Regions from separate parts of the Sus scrofa genome. Here regions 1, 2, 3, 4, 5 and 6 are each linked to region 7. A link is a contact called in public Hi-C, HiChIP or PLAC-seq and promoter capture Hi-C data. All regions are on one chromosome and are shown on one strand. Each heading gives the region's core, a stretch centred on a gene start, on an enhancer-like site or on the middle of the called end of the contact. The rest is flanking DNA. Distances are from core to core; before and after follow the strand shown.

The links. Promoter capture Hi-C pulls out the DNA fragments that hold promoters and counts their contacts. Hi-C and Micro-C count contacts between places; a contact is called where the count stands out from the background. HiChIP or PLAC-seq counts read pairs in DNA pulled down with a chosen protein or histone mark.
Region 1: a contact with region 7 is called in a Hi-C map of liver, with 3 times the contacts expected there. The contact joins the promoter of UGDH here to the promoter of PDS5A in region 7. A contact is called at or near these places in 3 of 47 Hi-C or Micro-C datasets (heart right ventricle, liver and skeletal muscle) and 2 of 2 datasets of contacts at active chromatin or transcription factors (alveolar macrophages and skeletal muscle).
Region 2: a contact with region 7 is called in a Hi-C map of skeletal muscle, with 4 times the contacts expected there. The contact joins the promoter of CHRNA9 here to the promoter of PDS5A in region 7. A contact is called at or near these places in 1 of 5 promoter capture datasets (fetal liver), 1 of 47 Hi-C or Micro-C datasets (skeletal muscle) and 1 of 2 datasets of contacts at active chromatin or transcription factors (alveolar macrophages).
Region 3: an H3K27ac HiChIP or PLAC-seq map of alveolar macrophages shows a contact between it and region 7. The contact joins the enhancer-like site here to the promoter of PDS5A in region 7. A contact is called at or near these places in 1 of 5 promoter capture datasets (fetal liver), 5 of 47 Hi-C or Micro-C datasets (epiblast stem cells, mesenteric adipose tissue, omental adipose tissue and 2 more) and 1 of 2 datasets of contacts at active chromatin or transcription factors (alveolar macrophages).
Region 4: a contact with region 7 is called in a promoter capture Hi-C map of fetal skeletal muscle, with 3 times the contacts expected there. The contact joins the promoter of LIAS here to the promoter of PDS5A in region 7. A contact is called at or near these places in 3 of 5 promoter capture datasets (fetal liver, fetal skeletal muscle and liver), 12 of 47 Hi-C or Micro-C datasets (alveolar macrophages, embryonic fibroblasts, epiblast stem cells and 9 more) and 2 of 2 datasets of contacts at active chromatin or transcription factors (alveolar macrophages and skeletal muscle).
Region 5: a contact with region 7 is called in a promoter capture Hi-C map of fetal liver, with 2.6 times the contacts expected there. The contact joins the promoter of RFC1 here to the promoter of PDS5A in region 7. A contact is called at or near these places in 1 of 5 promoter capture datasets (fetal liver) and 1 of 47 Hi-C or Micro-C datasets (skeletal muscle).
Region 6: a Hi-C map of embryonic fibroblasts shows a contact between it and region 7, with 2.6 times the contacts expected there. The contact joins the promoter of SMIM14 here to the promoter of PDS5A in region 7. A contact is called at or near these places in 1 of 5 promoter capture datasets (liver), 4 of 47 Hi-C or Micro-C datasets (embryonic fibroblasts, epiblast stem cells and skeletal muscle) and 1 of 2 datasets of contacts at active chromatin or transcription factors (alveolar macrophages).

Annotation. Positions count from the first base shown.
Region 1 is chr8:30,757,093-30,760,942 of Sscrofa11.1, reverse strand. It overlaps UGDH (UDP-glucose 6-dehydrogenase), which reads left to right and starts at 1,584. Exons shown (of 12, transcript XM_003356899.5): 1 at 1,584-1,915. It overlaps LOC110262078 (a long non-coding RNA gene), which reads left to right and starts at 1,298. Exons shown (of 1, transcript XR_002346605.1): 1 at 1,298-1,810.
Region 2 is chr8:31,440,573-31,444,764 of Sscrofa11.1, reverse strand. CHRNA9 (cholinergic receptor nicotinic alpha 9 subunit) reads right to left here and starts at 1,722. Exons shown (of 5, transcript NM_001244806.1): 1 at 1,538-1,722; 2 at 1,100-1,245; 3 at 58-212. The coding sequence starts at 1,601.
Region 3 is chr8:30,773,820-30,777,478 of Sscrofa11.1, reverse strand. The region is part of intron 3 of SMIM14 (small integral membrane protein 14); the gene reads left to right. Among named protein-coding and RNA genes, the nearest start is that of UGDH, 16 kb to the right of the region's middle. Within about 2 kb of position 1,853, at least 13 of the 83 cell types and tissues checked have an H3K27ac peak or open chromatin away from gene starts, as enhancers often do. A contact at or near this core is called in alveolar macrophages, mesenteric adipose tissue and retroperitoneal adipose tissue, where this site is marked.
Region 4 is chr8:30,697,850-30,701,845 of Sscrofa11.1, reverse strand. It overlaps LIAS (lipoic acid synthetase), which reads right to left and starts at 2,532. Exons shown (of 11, transcript NM_001243462.1): 1 at 2,389-2,532; 2 at 1,230-1,402. The coding sequence starts at 2,433. It overlaps RPL9 (ribosomal protein L9), which reads left to right and starts at 2,657. Exons shown (of 8, transcript NM_001243481.1): 1 at 2,657-2,679; 2 at 3,129-3,175; 3 at 3,266-3,381. The coding sequence starts at 3,130.
Region 5 is chr8:30,633,939-30,637,827 of Sscrofa11.1, reverse strand. It overlaps RFC1 (replication factor C subunit 1), which reads left to right and starts at 1,896. Exons shown (of 25, transcript XM_005666588.3): 1 at 1,896-2,086. The coding sequence starts at 2,084.
Region 6 is chr8:30,838,063-30,842,210 of Sscrofa11.1, reverse strand. It overlaps SMIM14 (small integral membrane protein 14), which reads left to right and starts at 1,795. Exons shown (of 5, transcript XM_021101115.1): 1 at 1,795-2,052.
Region 7 is chr8:31,132,443-31,136,292 of Sscrofa11.1, reverse strand. It overlaps PDS5A (a long non-coding RNA gene), which reads left to right and starts at 1,962. Exons shown (of 33, transcript XR_002346613.1): 1 at 1,962-2,399; 2 at 3,278-3,455.

The DNA of each region.
Region 1 (3,850 bases), core at 335-2,834, 370 kb after region 7:
AAGGTACATTTCCACTGAGCCACGGCGGGAACTCCCTAGCCTGTCAGCTTTGGAAAAAGGAATCGGTTTTTCATCTTTGGTCTCTAGGGTACTGTTTAACACAATAGGCACTAAATACTTATTGGATGAATTAATTTAACTGCATAGAATGTACAATGCCTACATATCTCATCACATTTTCTACAATCCACAACAAACTCTGCTCAATCAACATTCCAAATAGGGTATTTTAATACTCCTTTATATACTGATAACCACTTTCCTCATGACATTTTTCAAAATGGTATTTGACTTTGACTGTATATCACTTGATGTAATTTTTTTTTTTTGCCCCTGCCCGGGGCCTGTGGAAGTTCCAGGGCCAGGAATGGAACCTGGGTCACAGCAGCGACCCCAGCTGCTGCAGTGATAACGCTGCTGATTCCTTAAACCACTGTACCACAGGGAACTCTGATATAATTTCTAATTTAATGAGAGGGGGAAAAAGTCATGATTTTTAAAATTTATTTATTCTTATAATGATTTTTATTTTTTCTATTATAGTTGGTTTACAGTGTTCTGCCTTTTTTTACATTTGAGGTTTAAAATGACCTTGGAGTGGGGAAACAGGAACAGAACTGTTTTCATTAAAAGTGGGAGGCTCCATCAAGAGTTCTTTTATGGAACAGTGGGGTTAAGTACCAAGAGTTATCACTGCAGCAGCTTGGGCCACTGCTGTGGCGCAGCTTCCATCCTTGGCCAGGGAACTTACACATGCCCCAGCCGCCGCCCCATCTCCCCCCCAAAAGTGGGAGGCTCCATGCGTCAATTTTACTCTTCCTCATACGCGACATTTCTATCTTCCATGCTCTCCGCTATATATCATGCACAGACAGCTCAAATCCCGAATTGGCAGGAGTATCTGGAAAAATGTGCCTGGAGGGCGTGGCTGCCCCGCTTGTCTACCCAAGGATCAGGGCGAGGGTACGAACTGGTCCAGTCATGATCGGATTCAGCATCATCCTTCAGACATGAGGCGCCTCCTTCCCAGAAGGGGCGAGGAGGCCGTAATCTGACGAAACCCTGGGCTGCGAGCCTGGAGGGTGCGGCGGGCCTGGAGGGTGCGGCAGACCCACGAGCCTGTAAAGCGTGGAGATGGAGTAAGCCGCTGGATACGTCTGACCCGCAGGGTCTAGGGGCCCGAAAGACCAGGCCGGCCCGCTAGGCTGATGGGGAGACCGGAAAGGGGGCTGGTCCTTCCGGTCCCCTTGGGCCGCAGCCCGCCCAATACCCCCCCCAGCTCCAGAATATGGCTGACCTGGCGCGCACGCGGCACCATCTCAGTCCCGACAGTGAGCCAGGACAGGCACAATGGGAGAGAAGCGGGGGCCGGAGGGCAAGAGCTGGCCTCAGACTACCCGGGAACTAGAACCTGAGCTAGACTCTCCCGAGGCCGTAGCCCTGGAGCGCCGACCCGCCGCACACGCAGCTCCTCCCAGCGCCGCTCCCGGCAGGGGCGGCGCCGCTGAGTTGGTCCGAGGGGATTTGCCCAGGCTCGGCTGGGGGCGGGGAATGCCCCCCTCCCAGCCCCTACTAGCCACGCCCCGTCCCCCGCCCCTGGGCCCCGCAGGAAATAGGGGTGGGTCCCGGGCCTAACGTGGCGGTAGGGGGAGTAAGGATGCGGCGGAGGGCAGAGTCCGGGAGGGCCTGGCTGCCGGGGAATGAAGCCTCCGCCTTCTCCGGTGGAAGCCTTTAAATACGGGCTCCGGCTGGGCACTCGGGGTGAGGCGTCTGGCAGCCTGAGAGGGGTGTGCGGTGAACAGGGATCAGACCGAGCAGGGCGCGAGTGCTGCAGCTGCGGCTGCGCGGCCCAGAGCGAGGAGCTGTCCGAGCGGTCAAGATAGGAGCGGTCGCCGTGCTTGGTGCTTGGAAGTGGGTAAGCGCCTTTCCCGGGCTGGCCCCACCGCCCGGTGGGGATGTCCCCGGGTCGGGGAGGGGTGTGGAAGGAGCCGGCAGGGTGTGCGTGCTGTTTCCAGTCCCGAGCGTCCAGTGTCACGACCCTCGTCTCTTCTTTTGGGTTCTGGGCGGGAATCGTCTTTTGGATCTGCTGCTCTGGAGGAGGGATATCTTGGGCTTTTTATTTAAGACTCTTGAGTCTTCCAACCGCCTCTTTTTCTGCTTTCTCCTACTTTCCGACGTAAAATAAATGAGATTTCCCTGGCGCCTCTGAAAGCCAAACATCCGCCAAAAAAAAAAGCGGTCCTCTGGTTAGGGACCCCATTTTGGTCTCAGAATCCTAGTCTTTTGTTTGTGTCTATAGTCTGCTCACAGGTTAGGATGCTGCTTTCCTCATGTCACCGGCTGCCCTTCTTAAGAGAGTAAAGAGAAAAAGAACCAGAGTCCTTTCGAGGACGAAATCCTAAGACATTCATATGGGCTGCCCTGGGATCTATTGTTGGCCGCCACACCGTGTAATGGCTTTGTTTCATGTTAGGGAAGGCCTTTCTTGGGATATCAGGTTTGTGTGGGACCTTGAAAAACTGTGTACCTCTTTATATATAGGAAAATAACTGAGTAAGGTCAAGAATTCTGGTATGTAGAAAAGAGGGATTCACTAGTAGTGAACTTTTCAGAGATATACAGAGGAGTAGCTGTTCATTGACTGCTCTCAAAGACACAGTGACTCTTTGAGATTCTTCAAATCCCCTAAGAAATGGGCAACAGTAGTCTGGTCTGTTCCTTGGGAGGTGCAGGGGGCAGTTCTGGAAATGAAAGAGCTTACTGTCTGCTCTGAGATGTGTTTGTCAGTGCCTAGCATCTAGTAAGGTAAGTGGTCGAGAACCCTGATTGAAAGGATGTCTTCATGGAGTTCCCGTCGTGGCGCAGTGGTTAACGAATCCGACTAGGAACCATGAAGTTTCGGGTTCGATCCCTGCCCTTGCTCAGTGGGTTAAAGATCCAGCGTTGCCGTGAGCTGTGGTGTAGGTTGCAGACGCGGCTCAGATCCCGAGTTGCTGTGGCCCTGGTGTAGGCCAGTGGCTACAGCTCCGATTCAACCCCTAGCCTGGGAACCTCCATATGCCATGGGAGTGGCCCAAGAAATAGCAAAAAGACAAAAAAAAAAAAAAAAAAAAAAAGGATGTCTTCTATTGCTGTACTCCTTTCTCTAACATAAAATCTGAAACCAAGAAGCATACTTCATCTTCTCTCTGGCTATATCCACGGCTTTACATGATATTGTTTAGATATAAGGTTAAAAATCTTTCTCACTGATTAAATATTTTTCCCAGGTCAGGCATCTGTTAGTATTTAATTTTTGGAAATGTCTAAGATGATGTGTGAAGTGATGTATCCAGTTATAACATCCACTGCCTTCGCTGCAAGAGTGTACTGAAGAGGGGTGGGGGATGGAGGGATGATTAAGTTTAGATTGTAATAGGACCTTCTCTATTCCTTAGCCACATTTTCCAGATTGAAATATTGATCCAAATTTATAAAATTTTAGATGAAAAGTAGTACAGCCTGGTTTGCTGTAACTTTCTCAAAAATACAGAGGTAAAAACTCATTTCATACTGACTCATTCAATAAGCAAACATTCCCATTTCCCTGACAGCACAGTAGAGGGTCAGAAGATACGTAAGATTAGAAATAGAAAATGGAGTCAGGAGTTCCCTGGTGGCCTAGCAGTTAAGGATCCAGCATTATAATTGCTGTGGCTCAAATCAATGCTGTGGCGCAGGTTTGATCCCTGGCCTGGAAACTTCTGCATGCTGCGGTGCTCCCCCCGCCCCCACCAAAAAAAGGGGGGGGGAGAAAATGGAAATGGAAGACATCTGTGTCAGGCAAAGTATATCACTAATACTATATCAA
Region 2 (4,192 bases), core at 473-2,972, 310 kb before region 7:
CATGGTGCTTACATGCTGTTACATCAACGAGTTCATTCCTGAGAAACCTGTACTTACTTGTTATACAGGACAATATCCGGCCTCCACACCAGGTCGCTGGGGATCCTGATGGAGTCCAGTCCATCATACATGTCTCTATCCCACGTGAGATATGCGTCATGCCAGATTTGGCGGATCCATAAATAGGCAGTCAGAATTTGGTTTCTTTCATCCTGCACAATTAACCTGGATTTAACTTTGTCCAACAGACTCCTCAACCCAACACACTGTCTCTAGAACACCTGCCTTCAAAATAGGAATTCAAGAGGGCTAACCTAGTTCCTATAAATAAGTAAGAGTTTTCCCAGTCTATCCCCTTGATTGACCACCAAGGCCATGTTTTTTCCTGCTTGATTCAGTGTTCCGAATGAAAAGTGGACAAACATTTAAATCATCAGATCTTTGCATGGATCAACAGCCCAAATAGCTCTGAAAATTGATCAACTGATATTCACGTGAATGAAAAAGTCAAGAAATATCTACAGCGTAGAGAAGAATTAAATTAAACACACATATGCACTAAATAAGGTATGTCCTCTTAAAACACCACCTTTCTTTTTAAATTGGGATAAAATATGCAGTACATGAAACTCACTAATTTAACCATTTTAACACGTATCATTCAGTGGCTTGCAGTTTATTCACGAGGTTGTGCAACCATCACCACTCTGTAACTCCAGAACATTGATAACCCCCAAAAGAAACCCTATGACCATCAAGCAATCACTATTCCCTGTCATCCCACAGCCCCTGGCAACTACTACTCTGCTTTCTGTCTCTATGGTTTTGCCGATTTTGCACATTTTGTAGAAACGGAACCTGCCATGTGTAACACCACCTTTCTTTAGATGATCCAAGTCTGCTAATGTTAATGGCAACATTTAGTGAAATTAATTTTGCAGGAAGCTTTCTTTTCCTAGAGTCTCCTTCTCCCACTGGATTGCGCAAAGAACAATTTGTTCTCATTCCCTCTTAAATTCCCAGCTAAAACATTCCCTTTGGAAAGCACTGGTAGCTTCATTCTAAACATTCCAAAGAGTCACCACGACATATTACTCACCATATCCTTAATCTGAGAAAGTGTAATCTGGAGCGTGACATTCAGGACTTTATCTGTATCCTCTACTGGACGAAGAGCATTGGAATAATCTTCAAAAAGGTCGTTAAACAACTTCTGAGCATATTTTCCATCTGCTGTGTCTACGGCTGCTTGAAAAGAGGGACCCGGATCAACTTTCGGGGTCATGTGTATTTCAAGGCAAAGAACAACAGACCGAGGACCAGCAATGTGAATGACCCAGCAACAGATTGGGACAAGCTCTGGGTGCATAGGAGTCATTTTCCTGGCACGCCCTACCAGGAGCAGCACAAGTCAGTAAGAAGGCAGATTACTTCCTCGTAGCTAGATCATTTGTTCTGTTTCCCAGCTCATCCCACATCCCACCAAAGACGTGGCCCCAGATGAGCCAAGATGGTTACACATCCACCAGCCTCTTACCTCCCAGTCTGGAGGCAGCAAAGTAAATCCAGCAAAAGGAGATGCAGGAATGGGGCCAGTTCATCTTTTCCCTAAGCCTGTATAAATTCCCAGCACAGTCTTCTACTTCGCTTTGTGAATGGGAAGGATCTGGGCACAGCAAACCCAATCTGCCACTGTCCACGCAGCAGATGGAGAGCTTGGGCTTGCAGCCCACAGACAGCCCAAGGTCCCGAGATCCTCCCCTCGGTAATCCGAGACTGGCAGCTCCCGCAGCTGAGATGCCAGGAGTCCCAAGCGGGTTAGGTCAGGTGGTGCTGCTCTGGGGGGGGGCCGTCCCAGTTGAAGGTCCCTAGCTACCACTGGCAGGGACATCCAGACCAAACTTTGAATGGAAGATAAGTAGGAGCCTTCCCCCCAACCCCCGCAAGATCCCATCTGAGCAGATGTCTATACCCACAATGAGAAGATTCTGCCTGAGTCTGGACACTAAGGAAAGTTGAACTGACCCAGGCATGGGGCAGCAGTCCGGAAAGGCTCTATGTGCCTTTTTTTGTTGGTCTTTTTAGGCAAAACCCGTGACATATGGAGGTTCCCAGGCTAGGGGTCAAATCGGAGATATAGCTGCTGGCCTCCACCACAGCCAGAGCAACGTCAGATCCTTAACCCACTGAGCAAGACCAGGGATCTAACCTGCATCCTCATGGATACTAGTCAGATTCATTTTCACGGAGCCACGACGGGAACTCCTAGGCTCTATGTGCTTTGAGTGGCATTTGAAGAGGGAAAGAAGAGCAGTTCCACGATCTGCAGAACAGACTGACATTTGGGTGTCTTCTCTGCCCTCCGCTTCTCATCACTTCCTCAGTTGTCCCACTGGGCACTGATCTTGTATAGTAATGAGTGTGAGTGGCTGTGGGAGGAGGTGGGAGGTGAGGGTGGGGGTGGGAGTTGGATAAGAGGAGAGCATCCTTTCTCTTCAGAAGCAGCAGCAGCACTGTGATTTGGATTAGGAGTGGAAGACCTGGGTTTGAACGCCAGCCCAAACACTGCCTCGCTCTAGAATACTGAGCTTTCCTGAGCTAGAGACTGGAAAATAATACTCTCTATACTATCAATAATAATAGGATATTAGAGACATTCTATAAATAGTGTTCTCCCAGAACTATTGGGATAGTGTATAAAGAAGCACTTTGCAAATGGTACAGCACTACGCAAAGGTTAGTCATTTTTATCTCTGACCAGCTTTGTAGATACAGAATTTCTGTATTTACCAAGTTATCCAAGGTTTACTAGTTGTTTAAAAAAAAAAAGTCGGAGTTCCTGTCGTGGCTCAGTGATTAGCGAATCCGACAGGGAACCATGAGGTTGCGGGTTCGATCCTGGCCTCACTCAGTGGGTTAAGGATCTGGCATTGCCGTGAGCTCTGCTGTAGGCGGAAGATGCGGCTCGGATCCTGCACTGCTGTGGATGTGGCATAGGCAGGTGGCTACAGCTCTGATTCGACCCCTAGCCTGGAACCTCCATATGCCACAGGAGCAGCCCTAGAAATGGCAAAAAGACAAAAAAAAAAAAAAAAAGTCAAAAGCTAACCAAATCAGCAGATAATGACTCATAACTAATGATATTACTAAGGATGCTATCCCTTTGCTTTTGAATGCTACTATATAAAATTTCAGTCATTTCTCATATATGATCTCCTTTTGCTCACCCAGAAGAACGTCCGTTTCCAACTGCCATCGCCTGCCCCTCCTCTTGCCCCGGGGAGACTGTCTTGGACAACCAAATTAAGATCAGTCGTTGGCCTGGAATCAGAGCAAGGAAATTGGATAGCTCTGCTTCATCAGGTTACAGCCGTCTGATGAGTCACCCTGTCCCTCTTCAGGAATATATCCTCCGAATGGAACAGACACTCCAGCCATCAGCTAAGTGTGTTTCTTAATTGCCTGTGCCCTTGTGCTGATTGTGAGGACGTTATTTCTCTGACGCGAGTCTGAGTCACCCATCAAATGACAGCTCCTGGTGCCCACGCGCAGGCCTCCCTCCTCCAAAAACCCTTCCGCTCTGGAATCTCAGAGACCAAAGGTCCTTTTGAAATTGGGTTGAATGTCTCATTTCCACTGGAGGAAACTGATATCCGGAGATGTGGGTGGCTTGCCTCCAGCAGCACGTGGCCAGAGACAGAATCCAGGCCACCCGCCCCAGCCCAACGTGCTCCCTGAGCTAACTCGGCCTCCCCTCCTTCTCTACCTTATTTGTGTGTCTTTGATGCCCCACCTCACCGAGCAAGAAAGCAGCAGCCTGGGGATAAGGGCTCAGAGAATGCGTGCTGTTAGCTGCTGTGGCAGCTGCCTGACAGCTGCCTGCAAAGTAATCATCCTTGGTAGTCTGATTGCTTTTGATTAACTCAGTCCTTTCAGTTGCTCACTTGAAATTTTTTTTTGTCTTTTTAGGGCCGCACCTGCAGCATATGGAGGTTCCCAGGCTAGGGGTCTAATTGGAGCTGTTGCTGCTGGCCTAGGCCAGAGCCACAGCAACGCCAGATCCAAGCTGGGTCTGCGACCTACACCACAGCTCTCAGCAATGCTGGATCCTTAACCCAAGGCCAGGGATCGAACCCCAACCTCATGGTTCCTAGTCAGATTCGTTTCCACTGCACCATGACAGGAACTCCCA
Region 3 (3,659 bases), core at 604-3,103, 360 kb after region 7:
TTTTTTTTTTTTTGGGTTTGGCTGTCCCAGTTCTTTTAGCATTTGGTGGAAATCCTTTCTGACAGTCATGTCTTTAAATGGTTTAAGCAGTTGTTTCCTCTGAGTGATATGATTACTTTTCTGTGAATTCTAAATTATTACCAATGAGCTTATGCTGTTTTCATAAAATATATTAATCAGGAGTCTACACAACCCCCTACTCTTTTTCAGTAATTTGCAAGGATGGCTCACAGCGCTCAGGAAAACAGTGTAATTACTATTTTCAGTATATTATAAAGGATACAATTCAGAAACAGCCAAATAGAAGAGATGTGTAGAGCAAGGTATGAGGGAAGGGGAACAGCTTAGCCCTGTTTTCCCGGGGTGTGCCACCCTCCCAGCTCTTCATGTGTTTACCTGCCAGGAAGCTCTGTGAACCCCATTATTTAGGATTTTTGTGACAGTTCCATTCCATCGGTTCCAGTCATTGGCCCTTGGTGAATAACTCGATCTCCAGCTCCTCTACTCGCCCTGGAGGTTGAGGAGCAGAACTCAAAGTTCTAACCCTTGGTCAGACTCTGGCAACCAGTCCCCACCCTGAAGCTTTCTAGGGGACCCACTGAGAGTCACCTCATTAGCGTAACTCACTTATGGTTGAATGGGGGTTTATTATGGGTAACAAAAAACTTCACATTCTCCTCACCCATATCACTCAGGAAATTCTAAGTGTTTTAGCAGTATGAAGCCAGGAACCAGAAGAATGAAAACGAAATATGTATTTTTTACTATATCCCAATATCACAGTACCCATTGTGCCTGCCATGGTGTGCTCCATGTATTCGAGATGATTTTATAGACTGTGGAGCACTCTGCTTCATGTGGTAGCAGAATCTAGTATCAATCTGTCAGCAGATCTCATTACTACATCATTCTTTATATTGATCTATAGTCCACTTCATTGGGATATTCACCCCCAGTTTTGTTCTCTAGAGCCGCATAGAACTCTTCTGCAAGACTGTCTTTCAGATTAAGAGCTGTATGGAAACTAGCTTTATTGCTAATTTAATTGTGAAGTAAATCTAAAGATTGGTAGATGTTCTGAGGATATTGTAATTACTGTTAACAACCCTAAAATTACAGGGTTAAAGCCTCCTGGTGCATTGTCCACTTTCACTGCTCTTCCGTTTCTACTTCTCTGGAAACCTATATAAGTTTGTAGAAATTATCCCTCAGGATCTGTCAACCCTTAGAGCTTCCCTCTTTTTCATCTTCCTGGTGTCCAGCCAAGTTAATTAACTTCATTGTGAATATTCCATTTGATACCTTCCATATGCCTCAGGTGCAGCCATAAAAAGACAAATAAATATAAAAGATAAACAGGTAAATAAATAAGTAAATATGCTATACTAGTTTCAGAAGAAAGGAAAGAGTGGGTGGAGCAAATGGAGGTTTTTTTGTTGTTGTTGTTTTTTTTTTTAAACAGAAGAGAGAGGGTCGTAGGATATAGTTAAATAAATGGAGGTTAGTTGTAATTTTTCCCTGCCAGACAGAAGGACTGAGTTGGCAGAGCTGGCACATGCTGTCGGCCAAACTAGCATCGAACTATTGCATCAGATTCATTTAGAAAGCCTTAAAAAATATTGTTGGTTCCTGACGCCACCCTTGAGCTGCTCCTGAATTGGATGATAGGAGGCAGGGCCTTAGATACTGTGGTGCTGATATTGTCACAGGCTATTCTGATGGGCAGACAGGCCCGGGAACCCTTGGCTAAAGAAGCAAGAAGGCATGGGGTTGATTGGAACAGAGGATGCTTTTTCAGAGAAATGCTAAGAGGTAATATTGATGAGTAGAGCTAGATCAGATGAGGAAAGGCCAGGCTGAAGGGTTCAGAGTTGAGCAATAGCCAGTAATGAGTCACACGGTTAGTCAGAGATGTGTTAAGAGCAGTGGTTTTTTGGTTTTTTTTTGGGGGGGTTGTCTTTTTGCTATTTCTTTGGGCCGCTCCCATGGCATATGGAGGTTCCCAGGCTAGGGGTCGAATCGGAGCTGTAGCCACTGGCCTACGCCAGAGCCACAGCAACGCGGGATCCGAGCCGCGTCTGCAACCTACACCACAGCTCACGGCAATGCCGGCTCGTCAACCCACTGAGCAAGGGCAGGGACCGAACCCGCAACCTCATGGTTCCTAGTCGGATTCGTTAACCACTACACCACGACGGGAACTCCAAGAGCAGTGTTTTAAGCAGACTTTTTTGGCAGCAGTATGAAAGAAGGAAAGGCTGCAGTAGGAACCAGGCTAGGAGACAGTTATAGGGAACTAGGAGTCATCACTATGAAAGTCTTAAAACAGAGTGCGCATTTTATCAGGGTTGCTCTGTCTAGAAATATGCATTAGTAAATTTGTTATTTGAAGTTTAACTCTCTGAAGCATCACAATCTTACTTAGGAAGAATATCAAAAAGTAAGGGACCTAAGTTCTCTTGTGGCCTGATGGTTAAGGGTCGGGCGTTGTCACCTCAGTGGCTTGAGTCGCCACTCTGTTGCAAGTTGGATCCCTGGTCCAGGAATTTCCACATGCCGCAGGTGTGGCCAAAAATAAAAGGGGGTTGGGTGGGGGGAGAATGGTCATGGAAAATGAGGACTGGGAGTTCCTGTCGTGGCTCAGTGGTTAACAAATCTGACTAGGAACCATGAGGGTTCTATCCCTGGCCTCTCTCAGTGGGTTAAGGATCTGGTGTTGCTGTGAGCTTTGGTGTAGGTTGCAGACACGGCTTGGATCCTGAGGTTGCTGTGGCTGTGGTGTAGGCCGTTGGCTACAGCTCTGATTAGACCCCTAGCCTGGGAACCTCCATATGTCGTGGGGGCGCCCCCAGAAAAGACCAAAAAAAAAAAAAAAGGAAAAAGAAAAGAAAATGAGGACTAAAATTACCGATTAGGCTTAGCAGCATGGAGATGTCATAGGTGACCTTTTAAAGAGCTCTTTGGATGTTGATGGAGGTGGATGCCAACCTGAACAGTGAGTGGGAGGTAGTGAAGTGTAAGTATAAATGTAGATCACTCTCAGCTTTGATAGCAGCTGGACAGAGAATGAGGTTGAGGGAGGGCTTTTTTTTTTTTTTCCCAAAGATGGTGGAAACTTTATCACATTTAAATGATTCTGTGATACAGTAGAGAGAGGATAATGGATAGATTCCTGTGAGAGCTGTGGGATCCAAAGCTTAAGTGAAGAAACTGGTCTTTATTTATTTATTTATTTTTTTGTCTTTTGTCTTTTTGTCTTTTGTTGTTGTTGTTGTTGCTATTTCTTGGGCCGCTCCCGCAGCATATGGAGGTTCCAAGGCTAGGGGTTGAATCGGAGCTGTAGCCACCGGCCTACGCCAGAGCCACAGCAACACAGGATCCGAGCCGCGTCTGCAACCTACACCACAGCTCAGGGCAACACCGGATCGTTAACCCACTGAGCAAGGGCAGGGACCGAACCCGCAACCTCATGGTTCCTAGTCGGATTCGTTAACCACTGCGCCACGATGGGAACTCCGAAACTGGTCTTTAGTTAAGGGAGGCACATTTAATATAATAGGAGGGAACAAAGAAAGGAAAGGATATGGATATAAAGGTGGGGAGATGCTGATTCATTGTGTGATAAGCAATGCAATTTTGGTGACCCCAGTCCTGTGTAT
Region 4 (3,996 bases), core at 1,283-3,782, 440 kb after region 7:
TCTGCTCCACATTCTAGATTTTGACAGTTATTAAATAGAAAAAATCTAAAATGTGGAGTGAAGACTATGTATCCTCAGGTTCCCCTTGACTTCTACCCACTCATAATCTAGAATTCCTGGGTAAACAATCCCCCAAATCAATCTGCCCTCTGCACTAAATTCTATCACCACTTTTTTTTTTTTTTCTCCTTTTTAGGGCTGCACCTGCAGTATACGTAAGTTCCAGGCTAGGGGTTGAATGGGAGCTGCAGCTGGGGTCTATGCATTTACGACCTACATTACAGCCTGCAGCAGTGCTGGATCCTTAACCCACTGGGCAAGGCCAGCGATAGAACCTGCATCCTCAGAGACAAGCCAGGTTCTTAACCCACTGAGCCATAGCAGGAACGACCACCCCACTTTTTTTTAAATAGAATTTTTTTTTTTTATAACTGCACCTGTGACATATGGAAATTTCAGGGCTAGGGGTCGAATAGGAGCTGCAGCTGCTGGCCTATGCCACAGCTACGGCAACACCAGATCCAAGATGCATCTGTGACCTATGCTGCAGCTTGCAGCAATGCTGGATCCTTAACCCACGGAGTGAGGCCAGGGATCAAACCCGCATCCTCATGGACACTATGTCAGGTTCTTAACCTATTGAGCCACAAGAGAACTCCTAGAATTTTCATTCATACCTTTTTTGGATAAATCATGCCTCATTCATTTATTTATTTACTTTTGGATGCACCCATTGCATGTGAAAGTTCCCAGATCAGGGACTGAACCCTTGCTGCAATTTCTGCAACTTAACCTGCTTCATCACAAACTTTCTCACCATTCTTTTAAATTATCCATAGATCACATGTACACTGACTAGGAGAAGCAACAAGCTAGATCATCAACGTCCTGTAACAACGAAAAACTTATTAAAATCTAATGGAGTAGTAGCAAGGTGATTATCTTTGCTCTCAGAAGAAACTGGTTGCTAGATGGCAAATTGGAGAGGGTGTAGGATGGCTAAGTCCTAAGAATGTTGGAGAAAAACTGTCAGAGGGCACGAAGAAAAGTACTCCAACAATTTCACCCATTTACCTGCTCCATGTCTGCTTTCACTTCTTTCTAATGGTTTTTAAATAATTTTAAATCAAATAAGTCTGATTAAAAATATACCCTATGGCTTGGTAATATCAGAAAATAATGCACAATGAAGGAATAGGACATTAAAATTACCTCAAAATTTCAATTACCTTTCTCCTTTCTGGCGTTTTAGGTTTCCTTTATAGTCATCCCAGGTGCTCTTGTCTGCAAGATCACCAGATAGAAAATCTTGAAGGTCTGGTCCATTCTGTAAAAATTCCTTTTTTTTATCTGGCAAGGAACTTATTGCTCTGACTGGACTGCATAAATATCTTCCAAATACCTACAGAAAGAGTTCATTGTGACATTTATTTAGGGGGCTTTGGAATAACTTAGTATTAAACTCGTTTAATACCTAAAAGGATGGGTAAAGCCACAGAACTGATTCAGAAATTATGTTAATCTATTTACGAGCTCAATGTAAGGAGCTCAGAATCTGAAATTAAAGATGACCCAAGGAGAACAAACCAAACCCAAAGGAGAATGGGAGCTACAGCTTTGAATTTTCTATTCCTGACTTGAGTCAAGTATGTTTAAATGAAATTTGAAATTAATCTCTCTGCTTTGGGCTTGAATAAGAATACCTGCTAAAACACGGAGGTAGTTCTCAGCTGATTTCAGAGAAGTGGAAGAAGGGAAACTAAACCTAATGTTTTAATTTTCTTGGTTATACTGTGTGTGAACAAGGAAGTCACTCATGTATTTGTTGACCATAAGAAGCCATCGGTTTCTAGATTTGAACACATACATGTACAAGACAGACAAAACACCATAAAATTCAAGAGGTAGTACTGTTAAAGCAAAAGAACCTTCAACTATTAAAAAAAAAAAAAAAAAAAAAAAAGAGTGCCTATTAGGATGCTGCACGATAGCTACTGTACTTGCCCAGGTCTCTCGCTCAAGCCTGGAGCACAGACTTGGGTTTTAATCGCCCAAAGTGGTGTCTAGTACACAGGAGACACCAACACCAAGTAGTAATTTGGAGTTTCATTGCAGCGCTTCTATAGTGCTCCAATAAATACAAGAGTACAAATCATTGCATTGATAGCAGGAAAAAAGGTCTCAGAGCGCGGGCCACAGACTTACAAAAAAACCAGTATCAGGTCTTAACTTCATGACCATGTCAGAATTAAATGAGACGCTATACGAAAAATGTTTAGAACAGTACCTGGCTAGAAGTAAACGCCGGGTAAGCGCTGGCATTATCGGGCACTTTCAGGGATGGGAACCCCCACCCCACGCCCGCTCCCTTTTCGCCCCGCCGCTCACCCGGGGGCATACAGTGCGGACGGCGCCCCGGCAGCGTAGAGCCATCCTGCACTTTTTTTTTCTGGCAGGGAGGAACAATCACTAATTCCCGGGAAAAGAGAAGGACACACCGTCGCTCCACTTATGACAAACAACCTGAGCCAACACTGACCCGGTGGAACCTGCGCTGCTCTACGATTGGCTGCTTTAGCCTCGTGGTGTCGCGCGCTTATGACGCCATACGCAGGACCCTTACGTACTACAAAAGCGTGATGACGAAAGACGCTCTCTCTTTGCCGCATCTACTGCGAGGTAAGGTGGATTCTGTATTCGGTGGGCCTTGGGAATCTGAAGGCATCGGCTTTGGGAAAGCCAGAGGTGCGGGTGTGGCCCTCGGAAACCGTGTCTTGTTTGTCTCCCTGCGCGGCGAGCGTCATATGAGTCTGGTGGCGATGGGGTTCGAGCCTTGTATTGGGCTTTTAGGCCTACTGCCGCCCTTCAGCCTTGCCGGGATGGCGCCGACTTGATAGGACTTCCCAGAGCTGCGCTGACCGGGAGTTCGCCCGCTGGGTTTTTAATAACTGTTTAGGAGCTGCTCCTTCCAAGCCAAGGCGCAGCTGGGGCCGTTTCCGGGATTAGTCCTCTGTATCCTCCCCGAGATTTTTGCCTGCCGGTCTCTGGTAGGAGTGGAGTTCTGTGCAAGGTAGTTCGGCCCAAAACAAATCCTGTGCGACCTTCTTACCCAAGTGTTTGTGTTTCAGAATGAAGACCATTCTCAGCAATCAGACTGTCGACATTCCAGAAAATGGTAGGAGACTTGGTGCTTGCTTTTTTCATATGTTTTTACTGCGTGCGTTCTAATTTGTTTCGATGCCTCACGAGTATGTTTCTTTCATAGTCGACATCACACTAAAAGGACGCACAGTCATTGTGAAGGGCCCCAGAGGCACTCTGAGGAGGGACTTCAACCACATCAATGTAGAACTCAGTCTCCTTGGAAAGAAAAAGAAGAGGGTGAGTTTTGTTTAATCACCTCAGTTTGTTTGGAAAGTTGTAATTTAAGAATATCAAGTTGTTTTAAAAACTACAGAATTGAGCAGCAACATGGATGGAATAGAGACTCATACCAAGTGAGGTACGTTAGAGAAAGACATACCATTTGATGGATAATTTTTTCTCTGGAGTCTAACAGCACCAAAGAATTTACCTACAGAAAAGAAACTCTTGGACTTGGGGAACAGACTATTGGTTCTAGTCTGTTCTAGTCTAGGCGGAGGGAGTGGGATGGACTGGGAGTTTGGGGTTAGTAGATGCAAACATTGCATTTGGAGTGGATAAGCAATGAGATCCTGCTGTACAGCATAGGGAACTACAGTCACTTGTGATGGAACATGAAGGAGGATAATGTGAGAAAAGGAATGAATATTTATATGTATGAATGAGTGACTTTAAAGCAGAAGTTGATGGAATGTTGTAAGTCAACCATAATAGAAGAAATAAAAACTTTTGAGAAATTATGGAATTGAGGTTCAATGTTTTATCTTATAATTTAGTGTCCAAAATTGTAACTAGTTTTTTTTTTTGTTGTCGGTGCTTTAGTGAAATTGGAAAACCAAAGTAAACTGGGTT
Region 5 (3,889 bases), core at 647-3,146, 500 kb after region 7:
CAGGTATCGAAACCACGTCCTCATGGATACTAGTCAGGTTCATTATTGCTGATCCACAATGGGAGCTCCTATACACCGTTTTTAATTCTGTACATTTTCTTTTTCCTTTTTTGGCTGCACTGATGATAGAGGGAAGTTCCTGGGCCAGGGATTGAACTGGTGCCAGAGGAGTGACTCAAGCTGCTGCAGTGACAACACGGGATCCTTAACCAGCTGCGCCAGGAGAGATCTCCTCATCTGCTACATTTCTGAGATAATGTCCAAGTAAATGTTCCTAAAGAAAACAATCCAACAAATTCAGTTCAGTATCTTTCTGGAAATTACAGTCTTCTGACTTAAGTCTCACCTAAATTCAAGGAAGGCTTCAAAATACTAAAAAACAAATGCAAAAGTTTAAAGTAGTATAATGTAAAAGATACGCAAACCTTTTAATATACATCTTATTCGCTTACTGACAACACAATGAACATTGTAAATTGGTTTAGGTTCTTAAGGTTCTTTATATGATGTGTCTGCTGTGTACATTTTTCTGGGAGATAGGTTCATAGTTTTTATTGATTTCTCAAAGATCTAATGACTAATGACTCCCTCCTTCCCAATCAAGTATTTCCCTAAGCAAAATTATGGAGTAGATAAATTCATTTTTGGAATTATCTGCCTTGATAATACTTAGCCTCATATAAAAATAATAGTGATAACAGCTGACTTAAATAAAAAAGATTACTATCAGCTGTGTGCCAGGAACAGTTTCATAATAACCCAATGAAGAACATAGTACTATTATCTTATTTTACAGTTGAGGAAACTGAGGCATATTAACTTGCTTACCGTCTAGCATATTGGCTTCAGAGGGTCCCATGCAATGCGGCCCTGTTCCCCAGTATCCCTTTACTCCTTTGTAAATAGCGGATAACAACAGCAGCCAGTATTATTGTGGGTATTAGATGAGTAAGACTGGGACAGTCCATAGCCACATTCTTAGCACATATTATGGTGTTTGTTTAATACATATGAGTGCTCCATGCTTAGCTTCTGTATTTCAGAAGGCTCTGGTATCTTTCATAGTAGAAATATGGGTGTGATAAAATGCAGGAGAGAACAAGAGGTGGGCGGGTGGGTGGATAAGGATTTGAAAGTCCAGGGCCAAAACTGGAGATATTGCTCTGCCCATTGCACTCCTAAGGTTTCACATATTCACTTAAAATTGAATGCAAATGCAACATTCTGTTCCACAATTCAATTGCTTATCTATTAATATAAAACTTGTTTACTCCAAAGTTTTCAGCATCATTGTTCTATGGAGATGTACCTTGTTGATGCCTTAGCTTCACACATACACCCCTTTGAGGGACTCAGCAGCGCAGGTTTGGGAATCTGAACGCCTAGAAGCCCAGCTAGGCCCCACAGCTTGTTTGAGCCTTACATTTTTCATATAAAGTGGAGTGGGTGGTAATACCTACTTTACTAGTCTCTTTCGCTTTGGAATTACACACATAAAACTGTCCTAAAGGTAGTTTTCAAAACTTATAAGTAGGCGAAAAACCAAATTTAGTTGCTCAAACACTAAAAAAAAAAAAAAAAAAAAAAGGTAAATACTGTTTGGTGGAATTCTTATTCCAGAATAGATATTAAAATTAATATGTGAACGTACATCTAAAATCAGCATCTTACTGCGGCTGGTAATAGAAACATTTTAAAGCTACTAAGGAGGGCATGCATCCTTCCAGATGGGTAACCCGGAGGATCTGCCCGCCTTCCGAGGTAATCAATCTCGTAACTTCGCGATCTGACCGCCGCGGCCAAAAGCCGAAGGCGCAAATCTGAGAGTGGATCTGGGTTCCGGAGCGCGCTGGCCCAGCCGGCCTCAGGGGCGGCACCTGGGCCCACGTAGCTACGCCTGCCTCCCGCCCCCGGCCTGGCCCGAGAGGACGCTGCGCGCCTCCTGACGTCATCACCGGGCGCCGCTGCCTCGACCTCCTTCCACTTCGCGGGAGAAGTTGTTGGCGCCAATGGATCCCGAGCTCCGGTAACGGATTCCCCAGCCGGCCAGCCTGCACGCCAGCGCCTTCGTCCGTGGGCTGTGATGGTGAGCCCCCGTGGGAGGCTGTACGGCTCGGGGGTTGGGGAGAGTTTGCAGGTTGGGTGTGGACCGGGCACTAGTGGCATGGAGGATTGGGGAGGATCGTGATGCGAGGCTCCGGAGGAGTGCGAAGGCAGGGAAGGGGCCACAAACTTGGCACGGGTCTCACGCCTTTCCTTGGACCGCGGCTTCAGCTCCCGGCCGCAGCCGGCGCGCAGGGCTCGTGGTGCTGCGCGTCAGTTTAACTTTTTTCCATTCTTGGGGGAAGGGAGGAAGGGAGTAATAAAGGTGATTTTGAGGGCTCAGCGGTTAAGTTGCTTTTCCTGTTTAGCGTTGCCTCGGACCTTGGTTTGAGTCCTGCCTAAAGCGTTAATTCCAAGTTTTGGGTTACGAAGGAGAAGAATGTTACAAACTTTCCTTTCTAATGAATAAGTTGTCTCGGGCCTTCGACTTTCGTCATTAACAGCTCGGTGAAACGCTCATCACAGAGCTCTTTTGAGATCAAGGGCATCAGGAGGATGTTTTATTTTGTTTGGAGGAGTTCGCAGAAATCAAAGGGATAACACGGTTTCCCCGGAGAAAAGAAAACAGCTAGTAGAAACAGCTGTACTGCATTTGACGGCTGTCATCACTTAGCATCTGATGTTAACAATACTCTTAAAAAAAACCCTCACTAACACACCATTTTAAACCAACTATTCTTTAATAAAAAATTAAAAACCCCCAAAACACCCCTCGGTGTTTAAATAGTGAAATAATTATGCAGCCTTCCAAACATGTTCATACTGGAATGGCAATAGATACAGGTGTGTGTTTGAAGTATTTTATTTTAAAGGTCAATTTATGATGGTCCATTAAGTCAGAATCTACCTAATAATCAGATATAATTTTTTCAGTAGTTTTTCAGCTTATTTCTTATAATGTCATTGTTATGGGCTGTATGTGTGTGTGTGTAATTTTATGCCAAATTGGGAAACCTTACAGCCCTTTTTTATTTCTTCTCAAAGAAGGATAAGATAATAATAGCTACTTTGTAACAGGTGTCTTCTTCAGGTCAATATGTGAGCCCTTTACTTTACATACCTTTTCTCATTTAAACCTCACAGCAATCCAGTGTTACAGATGGTAAAGGAAGCGTTTAGAGTTCAATTTGTGATAGAAGTAATAAATGATTGAACTAGGATTACAACCTTGGTTTTTCTGTTAGATTATACTACCTCCCTAAAATGATCATAATTACATTTTGGACTTCAGGCACTATGGTGTTGTGGAAAGTTTATGAGTTTTGGAGTCTTGAAGGTGAGAGTGAGGTGATGTTTTAGTCTTGCTCTACCATTTAATGCTTAAGTGGTTTTGAACAAGTGAATACCTTAACTTTTTAACCTTTTAAATCCTGTTGTTTCCTTACCTGTAAAAGGGAGGAAAATATAGCTGCCTTAAATGACTGTTTTGAGGATTAAACAAGATAATTAATGTAAAGCTTCTGTTCTTGTGCCTGGCATGAGGTAGGCAATATACAGCTCTGTGGCCAATGATGTAATTTTCTCAGGAAGGACTCTATGGAACATTACAGAGAGTTTAAGGGGCAGCAGAGATACCTCTGGAAAAAACAAGATGCCTCTGAGAACAACAGTTTAGAGTCAACTTTTGGTTATTTGAGTATATATATATAAATATATATATATATTTTTTTAGGGCCGCAGGTGTGGCATTTAGAAGTTCCTAGACTGGGGGTCAAATCAGAGCTACAGCTGCAGGCCTACGCCACCACGACAGCAACACTGGATGGGAGCTGTGTCTGTGACCTAC
Region 6 (4,148 bases), core at 546-3,045, 290 kb after region 7:
TCTAATCGGAGCTGTTGCTGCAGGCGTAGGCCACAGCCACGCCAGATCCCAGCCGAATCTGCAAACTACACCACAGCCCACGGCAACGCCGGATCTTTAACCCACTGAGCAAGGCCAGGGATCGAACCTGCAACCTCATGGTTCCTAGTCGGATTTGTTTCCGCTGCACCATGATGGGAAATCCTAATTTTTAAAGTTTTTAAATTTTTTTCTTTTTATGGCTGCACCTGGAGCCTATGGAAATTCCCAGGCTAAGAGCTGCCAGTTTACACCACAGCCACAGCAACGCCAGATCGGAGCTGCATCTGCGACCTACACCACAACTTGTGGCAATGCCAGATTCTTAACCTACAAAAAGAGGCCAGGAATGGAACCTGAATTCTCATGGACACTCTGTCAGGTTTTTACCCAGATAAGCCGCAACCGGAACTCCCCTGTAATTTACTTTATAAAGCAAGTACTGATAATTTTGTGATATCCTGTGCCAGTTCGGTTTTGTACCATACTGTTCTCTTAAACGCAGCTGTATTTTCAAACACTTATATGCACATGGATGCATACAAGACTTTCTATTCCACAAATTAAAGTTCCACAGATTAAAGACCCTCTATTACAAGGTCAGCCCATGAACTTCACTAGGGTACTAGAGTCTACTTCAAACCCTCTTAATTTGAGTAAACAGAGTTCAAGACTGCAGAGTAAGGGCCAAGAAGCTTGACTTCTATCTGTTAAGTGTTAATTACCTAGGAAACACTTTCGGTTTTACCAAAAACCTTTCATTTTCTAGAAACCTTTGCCTGCATTCGACGTCCCCTTTAATTAAAAAGCTCTTGCAGATTATAATAATTTGCTGAAGGTGACTCAGCTAGTTGAGATGATTAACCAAATACTGAGATATAAGTCCAGGTTAGCTGAAAAGGTTGACTCAGTGAAGTCTACAGTTTCCTTCAGCTTTCACCTCTCCCACAGGCTAGGCAAATAGGCACCTTTGTGAAATCTTCGTTCGGAACTCACACTTTCATTTTCCTCCTGGTCCTGTTTTAAGGTCTGTCTACTCATGGGACTAAGAAAACAGAGTAGCCCTAAGTTTTGCCAAATTGGGAAATTTCTTGGGCCCCAGTGGTTTAGTGGGGAGACTGAAAAGGCCAGAACTGGAAAGAAGGAAGCACTAATTTGGTTTAAAAAGAAGTGCGGTTCTTACACCACAAATAGTATCCTTATTTCAATCCGTAAAGTCAAAGCAAAAAAGGTTTGAGCTGACTGCCTAACAACAGCGCTCTCCTCCAGGTTCGCCACTATCGCTCCATCCATCATATATTCCTTTTAATACTCCCCTTGAACTGAATTTTAGCCAGCTTTCCGAGTGCAATGTTAGGGAGAGTAAAGGGGGTAAATGCCACGTTTGACATACTTTTGTACATAAGACTAAATCCCTATCTTCAATTTTCACCTGGCCTGAGAGAGCCAAAACAATCTCCACATGTCTCAGCAGACATCAACTTGCGCCAACGCCTACCACTACTCCCGCTAAACACTCCTGCCCAGGAAAGCCATCAGGTTAGGCAAAGGGAGACACACAGCAGAGGACATTGTCCACATCAGACGAAACAGATGCCACGCCGGCTGCTACAGCAGACGTGGGGCTTCGCCCCTCCACCTCATAACGCTCGGCCCCACCCCTCCCAGCCGGAACTGCAACACCCGCGCCTAGCGCCCCCACGAACAGCGCAAAGCTTGTTCCCGCTCCGCCTCTCCGGACCCACTGCGCAGGCGCGGGGCGCGCGCGTGCTCAGTAGGCCTGCCGCTGGGGTCTGGAGGCGCTGCTATCTGTTGCGCCGACGTCCGCGGGAGCCGGCAGATCCGGGTCTCGTGGCTAAGAGTGACGTGGTCAATCGAATCAAAACAGAGGAGGGGAGGAAGCCGGCGGTCAGGAGCAGCGGCAGCAGCGGCGGCCCGAGCAGCCGCAGCGTTCCGGAAGCTCCAGGCGGTCTTTCTGCCGAGGCTTGGTCCCGGCCCCCATCCTCCCCGCCCCGTCGGTTGTTGTCTGGGCGGGTGAGTGTCTCCCCTTTCTCCCACCGCCGTTTGCTGGCCCATCTTCCCCTCACCCCGGTGTTTCTTGGGGGCTCCTCAGGTTTTCGCGGACTGCGGCGGCTGCGGCTAAGCAAAGCTGCTTCTCCGGCTCGGTGGTTCCTCGGCGGGGCCGGCGACTCTGCACCGGGAGAAACCCGCTGCTGCCGAGCCCGCGTCCCCCGACGGAGAGCGAGGCGGAGAGCCTGAAATTTGGCTTTCTCTGCAGGAAACCAGAGTCGGGACTTGGCAGGGAAGTGGACGGTAGCCACGGGTGGTTTTATTTTTAGGGCAAGCAGTGAACTCGGGTGGAGGCGTATAATGGAGTAAAAAAGGAGAGAGAGTCGTAGCTGGAAAGAAAACCCCACAAACCCTGAAATCCACGCTGTATCATTTACCTCTGTTCCTTAGCTTTTGCCGGTTTTGATGAAGTCACTAGGTTGCATTCTTTGTTGTGATTGATGAGACAAGAAAGCTGCCATCCAGAAAGCGGGTGCTTTTGGCCCTTATTGTGTTGTGAATTTCAAGGATTCCTTTTTTCTGTTCAGTAAGTGGAACCAGAGCTGACATAAAGAGGTAGCACCCTTTACTGGAACAGATAAAGTGCGATAAACTGGTTACTGGAGTACCTGAAGTCCTATGTTGCGTTTAAAGCCCGTTTTCCAAAGTGGCTGTTACTGTATGTGTTAACGATTTCAGCCAAGATGATGTTTGTTAGCTGTAGAGAGTCAGGATGTTTTCAGTTGTCCTAGTTTGCAAAATCGAAGATGTGGCCTTAAAAAAATGTCTTGGCTTTGGGTAGAGAAAGTCGGATGAGCTTCATGCAATACCTGTGTTTGAAGAGACCGTCCAGTTTTTGTATTCATGTCAAAAGCTGCTGTGCATACAGTAACTTGGACAGCGTATGACCTTTCAGGTGCAGCCTTGAGACCCTTAGGCATTCTCGCCGTCCAGTCTGTTGAGCTGGCAGAAAGCTTGTGTTCCTTTCCACTCCAGATGACCAGCCAAGCAGATTCCTCTGGTGTAGCCTGCTTCGAGCCCTGCCACCCTCCCCGTCTCCTTTCAAAGCATGAAGGAGACCAGAAAACCAAACCTCCTTTTTGTCCTAACTTAGTTTTAAAAACAGGAACATTCCCCCCCCACCCCCAGCGAACTCATTAATTGAGGTGTTTCTTTAGCAGGTGGCAAAATAGAAAAGCAGAACTATGTGCCAATCCATTGCAACTTAGCAAATTTAGAAAGAGTTCTTAGGAATTTAGACTACTCACTTGAAGGATACCCTTGTAAGTATCCTTGTGAGTACCCTTGTGTGGTCTAGAATGGACCTCTTCATAACAAATTTCTTCCTTCTGTGTGTGCAGCTGAGATCTTTTTTCTTAGTACCAAGGTTGGAATCCTGCTGATTTAAACAAATGAATTATGTTTTCTTGAAGTTCTTTTTTTGACTTTTATGCTAACCTATAACTCAATATTTTGCTTATATGATATAATTTGTGATAATTGGAGGGAGTGTTAATTAAAATAGATAAGTAATAAATCATAAGTAATTCCTGCCATCGAGATCACCAAAATGTCAGCAGTGTTTTATATCTTTCCAGACTTCTTTTTTTGCATTTATGTGTTTTATACAAAAATGGTATCATACCACGTAAGCTTTTCTATAACTTGCTTTTTTACATAGTAGTACTTCATTTTTGAGAAACAAAATTTAAATATTTGCAGATAGGGACTTTTGGACCTTTTAAGGAATATTCGCTATGTGTTTGCTGCACCATAATTGTTAGAATCGTGGTTTTAAAAGATTTCCTCACATGTCTCTGATGATATTGTAAGATTTAATTTAATGGATATTAAATTATTTAATATCCGTTGTGTGACAGAATAAGGCTTTGCTTGTTTAACTCTTGGGAGAGCGGGCATAGAATAGCCTGAGTTGACAATATGGAAATTTAAAAAGTTTTGCTAATTTATTGATTTGATTCAAGTAAAGGTTTAGTTCTATTCAGTAGCTACCATGTGCTTGAAATGCTGACTAGCTGTCCAGGCCTCTGTCCATAAGGTCCTAAAATATTTTACTTTAT
Region 7 (3,850 bases), core at 713-3,212:
AGGGCCACACTTGTGGCATATGGAGTTTCCCAGGCTAGGGGTCAAATTGGAGCTACAGATGCCAGCCTACGCCACAGCCACAGTAAAGCAGGATCCAAATAGAGTCTTCAACCTACACCACAGCTCATGGCAACACCGGATCCTTAACCCACTGAGAGAGGCCAGTGATTGAACCTGAAACCTCATGGTTCCTAGTTAGATTTGTTTCTGCTGTGCCACAGAGGGAACTCTAACAGTAGGCCGTCTTTAAATAACTGTTGCACAAAAGAATGTTCTCTTCTCATTTACTAAGTGGAAACAAATATTTACGTAAAAACAGGAATTTTAGAATTAAGAATGGAATTAATCTAGAATGAATTTAGAATTATATAAATTCAATGTATTTATGTGTTATAATCTTTAGGGCTTTTGAGGCTTTTGAGTGTTTATAAAATCAAACAGTATTAACAAAGTAATTAATAGGTTGTATAAAATTAAAATCTATGAGTATATACAAAACCAGTTTAATAATGGGTAAATTATTTAGAGCAAGAATAAAAAAAGCATCATAGTTATTTAAATGTGATGGATTTTTAAAAAATCACAAGTTGAGAGAAAGAGACTACAAAGAGTGTAGGGTTTTTTAAATGATTTTTGTTTTTTTTCCCATTATAATTGGTTTACAGTGTTCTGTCAATTTTCTACTGTAAAGAGTGTAGGTTTTGGTCAGTTTAATAGTTGGGATGAAGATGATCTTAAATAGCTTTTGCCTGCTACTCTAAATGCCCAGGAATAAAGCACTGACTTTTGTGGGGTTTGGGGGAGCTTTTTTTTGGCTGTCCCTGTGGCATGTGAAAATTCCCAGGCTAGGGATTAAACCTGTGCTGCAGGGTCACTGCAGCGACAATGCCAGATCCTTAATCCATGAGTAGTGACTTTAGGGCAGAGTTCTAGCAAATCAGCAACCGTGGTGTGTTAGATTCCAAGATGTTTGCTCCTTTGTGTAATACCTGAAAAATATTCAGTGATGGCTGTACCTACGATATTGTTAAGATCAAGCAAAGGATATAGAAAAGACCAATAGATATCCATCAAGAATAATTTAAATGAACAATTTAAATGCATTTCACTGTAAACTATGGTAGTGGTCAGGGAGCTGTATGCTATTTCGTATTATGTGTTCTTTTTACAACTTCATCTTTGGAAATTACCTACGTGCTCCTGAGGTTCATCTGCTTCAAATTTTACATTAAACTGCTCAAACACCACTGCATTGGGTTTTCCTTTGGCTGAAGGAAAAAGGTATTCTTTGAGTTCATATATTAACAAGAAATATCCATCTAATTTATAAACATTCTTATTTCTGGATTCCAGTCTCAGAGTTTGGAGTGGAGTCCAGAAACCTACCTTTCAGACCATTCTTTGAGGACTGCTCGACTCAGAGTTATTTGTATATTTTGCAGCTTTCAAAATACTAATTTTAGATATCTAAAGAGGGGAGGGCAAACTCTGGTGGCTGTCAGAAGGCACAAGAATGAGCAGCCCACTGGATCATGACCACGTCCCTCGTGCCATGTTGCAAAACTTTTCCTTAGTTTGCAGATCTTCCGTCCCTAGGGAGGAAATCAATTCATTTTCATTCAGTAGTTAACCGTTTTTCAACCATTTCCCTCCACGTCCCTCAGGATGACCCCTAAAAGTCGGAACCCATCTCCGAGGCATAATGCAAAGTTCTGTTCGTCCTGCGTGCCCTCTGAGGGCCGCTGGGGCCGCGTTCGCTTCCCGCCACCCGGGCTCCTCCCCTGCTCGCTTCTGGGCCGGGTGCTCCCCGAGGCGCTCGGCGCGGCAGGTCTTGGCGCCAACCGGATGGTGGCGCTGTCTGCCTCGCGCGCGGCCGCTTCGGGCCCGAGGGAGGCGGAGGCTCGGGCCGGCGGAGGAAGGGGAGGGAGCGAGGCGCGCGCCCTGCTCTCGCGTGCTCTCGCACAGCTCGCGTGACCGGCCACTGTGCGCGAGGCGCCGGCTGCCAGGAGCACCGACGGCCGGGCGCGCGCCGCTGCAAGGGGCGTCCGGGTCCGGGTCGGCGGACCCGGCCGGCGCGAGGGGCGCGCGGGTGGGCCGTGGGGGTCCGGGGCGGACACCCGCGCACACGCTCCCAGAAGAGCCTTCTCCGAGGCTGCTCTTCCTCGGCCAGACGGAGAGCGGCAGTGTCTCCCCGCCCAGCGCACACTCGCCCCGCGTCTCCCCCCGCGGCGACTGCTCCTCCTCGGCACCGCCAGCCCCAGCGCCGCTCCGGGGCGGGCGGCGGCGGCGGCGGCGGGACCCGCGGAGCCGCTTTGTGTGCAGCCCGAAGAGGGGCGGCGGCGCAACCACCTGACAGAGGCCCGGGCGCTCGATGCACCTTCCGCCCGCATGAGGAGGAGGTAAAGGCGGCGGCGGCTGGGCTCCCGCCCTCGGCTGGTGGAGGGAGGGGACGGAAGGGGAGACCGGAGCGGGGGGGTGGGGGGGAGCCGCGGGACCAAGGCCCGGCGGGGCTGCCCGGAGCTGCCGGTAAGGCCTTGGCGGCTTCGGACGGTGCCGAGTGGCCGGGGGCGAGAGAAGACGCCAGGGTCCCTCAGCCGAAGTTGAAGGAACAAAATGTGAAGTGCGGAGCCGCGTCAGCCGCTTCCTGCCTTGGGGTTCGGGGTGGAGGGCGGCTTGTTTTCCCCTCCGGCAGTGGGGGTGGGGGGAGCGGGACCCGGGAGGGGTGGGAGCGTGGCGGGGACGCCGGGGGTCCCGGAGCTCGGCCCGGCGAGGGCGTTCGTTCCCAGGAGCCGCCGTTGCGTGCGGGTCCGGTTGGGTCCCTAGTTTTGCGGCCTAAGCCGAGCCCTATAGGCCTCGCGTCTCCTTCCCCGGAGGGGACCGGCCGGGCGGGGACTCGAGGCTCGTCTCTGACCGAGCGGGGGCCTTGGAGGCCTCGGCACGCTCTCAAGGCCGCCAAACTTCGGACCTCGATGCACGGGGGTGGATTTCATTGTGAACGGCGGAATGGGAAACTCCTGGCGGTGCTCGGCGCTTCCCGCGGCCGCGGCCGCCGGTGCCAGGGATCCCCGGGAGCCCGGGGTTGGCGGGGCCCGGGTGGGTGGGGGCGGCGCGGCGGCCGCCAAGGTTCAGGCCCCGGGAAGGAGCGGGTGGCGGGGCCGCCGCCGAGTCCCCGGCCTCCCGGGAGAAAAGGCCCTTTGCAGATTAGAGATTTTTGAAATGAAAAAAGAGGTTACAAAGTCGCCCCTTTCCCGCTGAACTTTTGTTTTCTGACCGATAGAGGCCGGTAGAGGACTGTGAAAGAAAAGTTGTCCCCCAGGATGGACTTCACCGCGCAGCCCAAGCCTGCCACAGCCCTCTGTGGCGTCGTGAGTGCCGATGGGAAGATCGCTTACCCTCCGGGGGTAAAGGAGATCACCGACAAGATTACCACCGACGAAATGATCAAACGACTGAAGGTAAGCTTTGGGATGGAATGGTCACACTTGAGCCGCCTGTGGTGTTACTGCTCTGCAAGGCCTGGCCTTTCAGAGTTTCACCTACCATGCTTTTTACGTATTTTATGTCTTCTCTTTTACGCCCTGCGAAAAGTATTGTTCTATCTTGGCTGTATCTTTGAATAATTTCTGTTAGGGGCATAAGCATGATGGGAAATTAACGGGTGTGTGTGTGTGACCTTTTTTAATCTTACCGTTTTTCAAGTATAAGAGTTCTTACAGTTTTTAAAGTTTTTCCTGGAAATATTTATGACTACTATTCAAAGTAGCTTGCAACTTAAAAGTAGGCAGTGATTTACCTAGGAAGGTTTTCATTAACTTCTGAGGGTACCGATTTAAGCACAAAAGGCACTTTA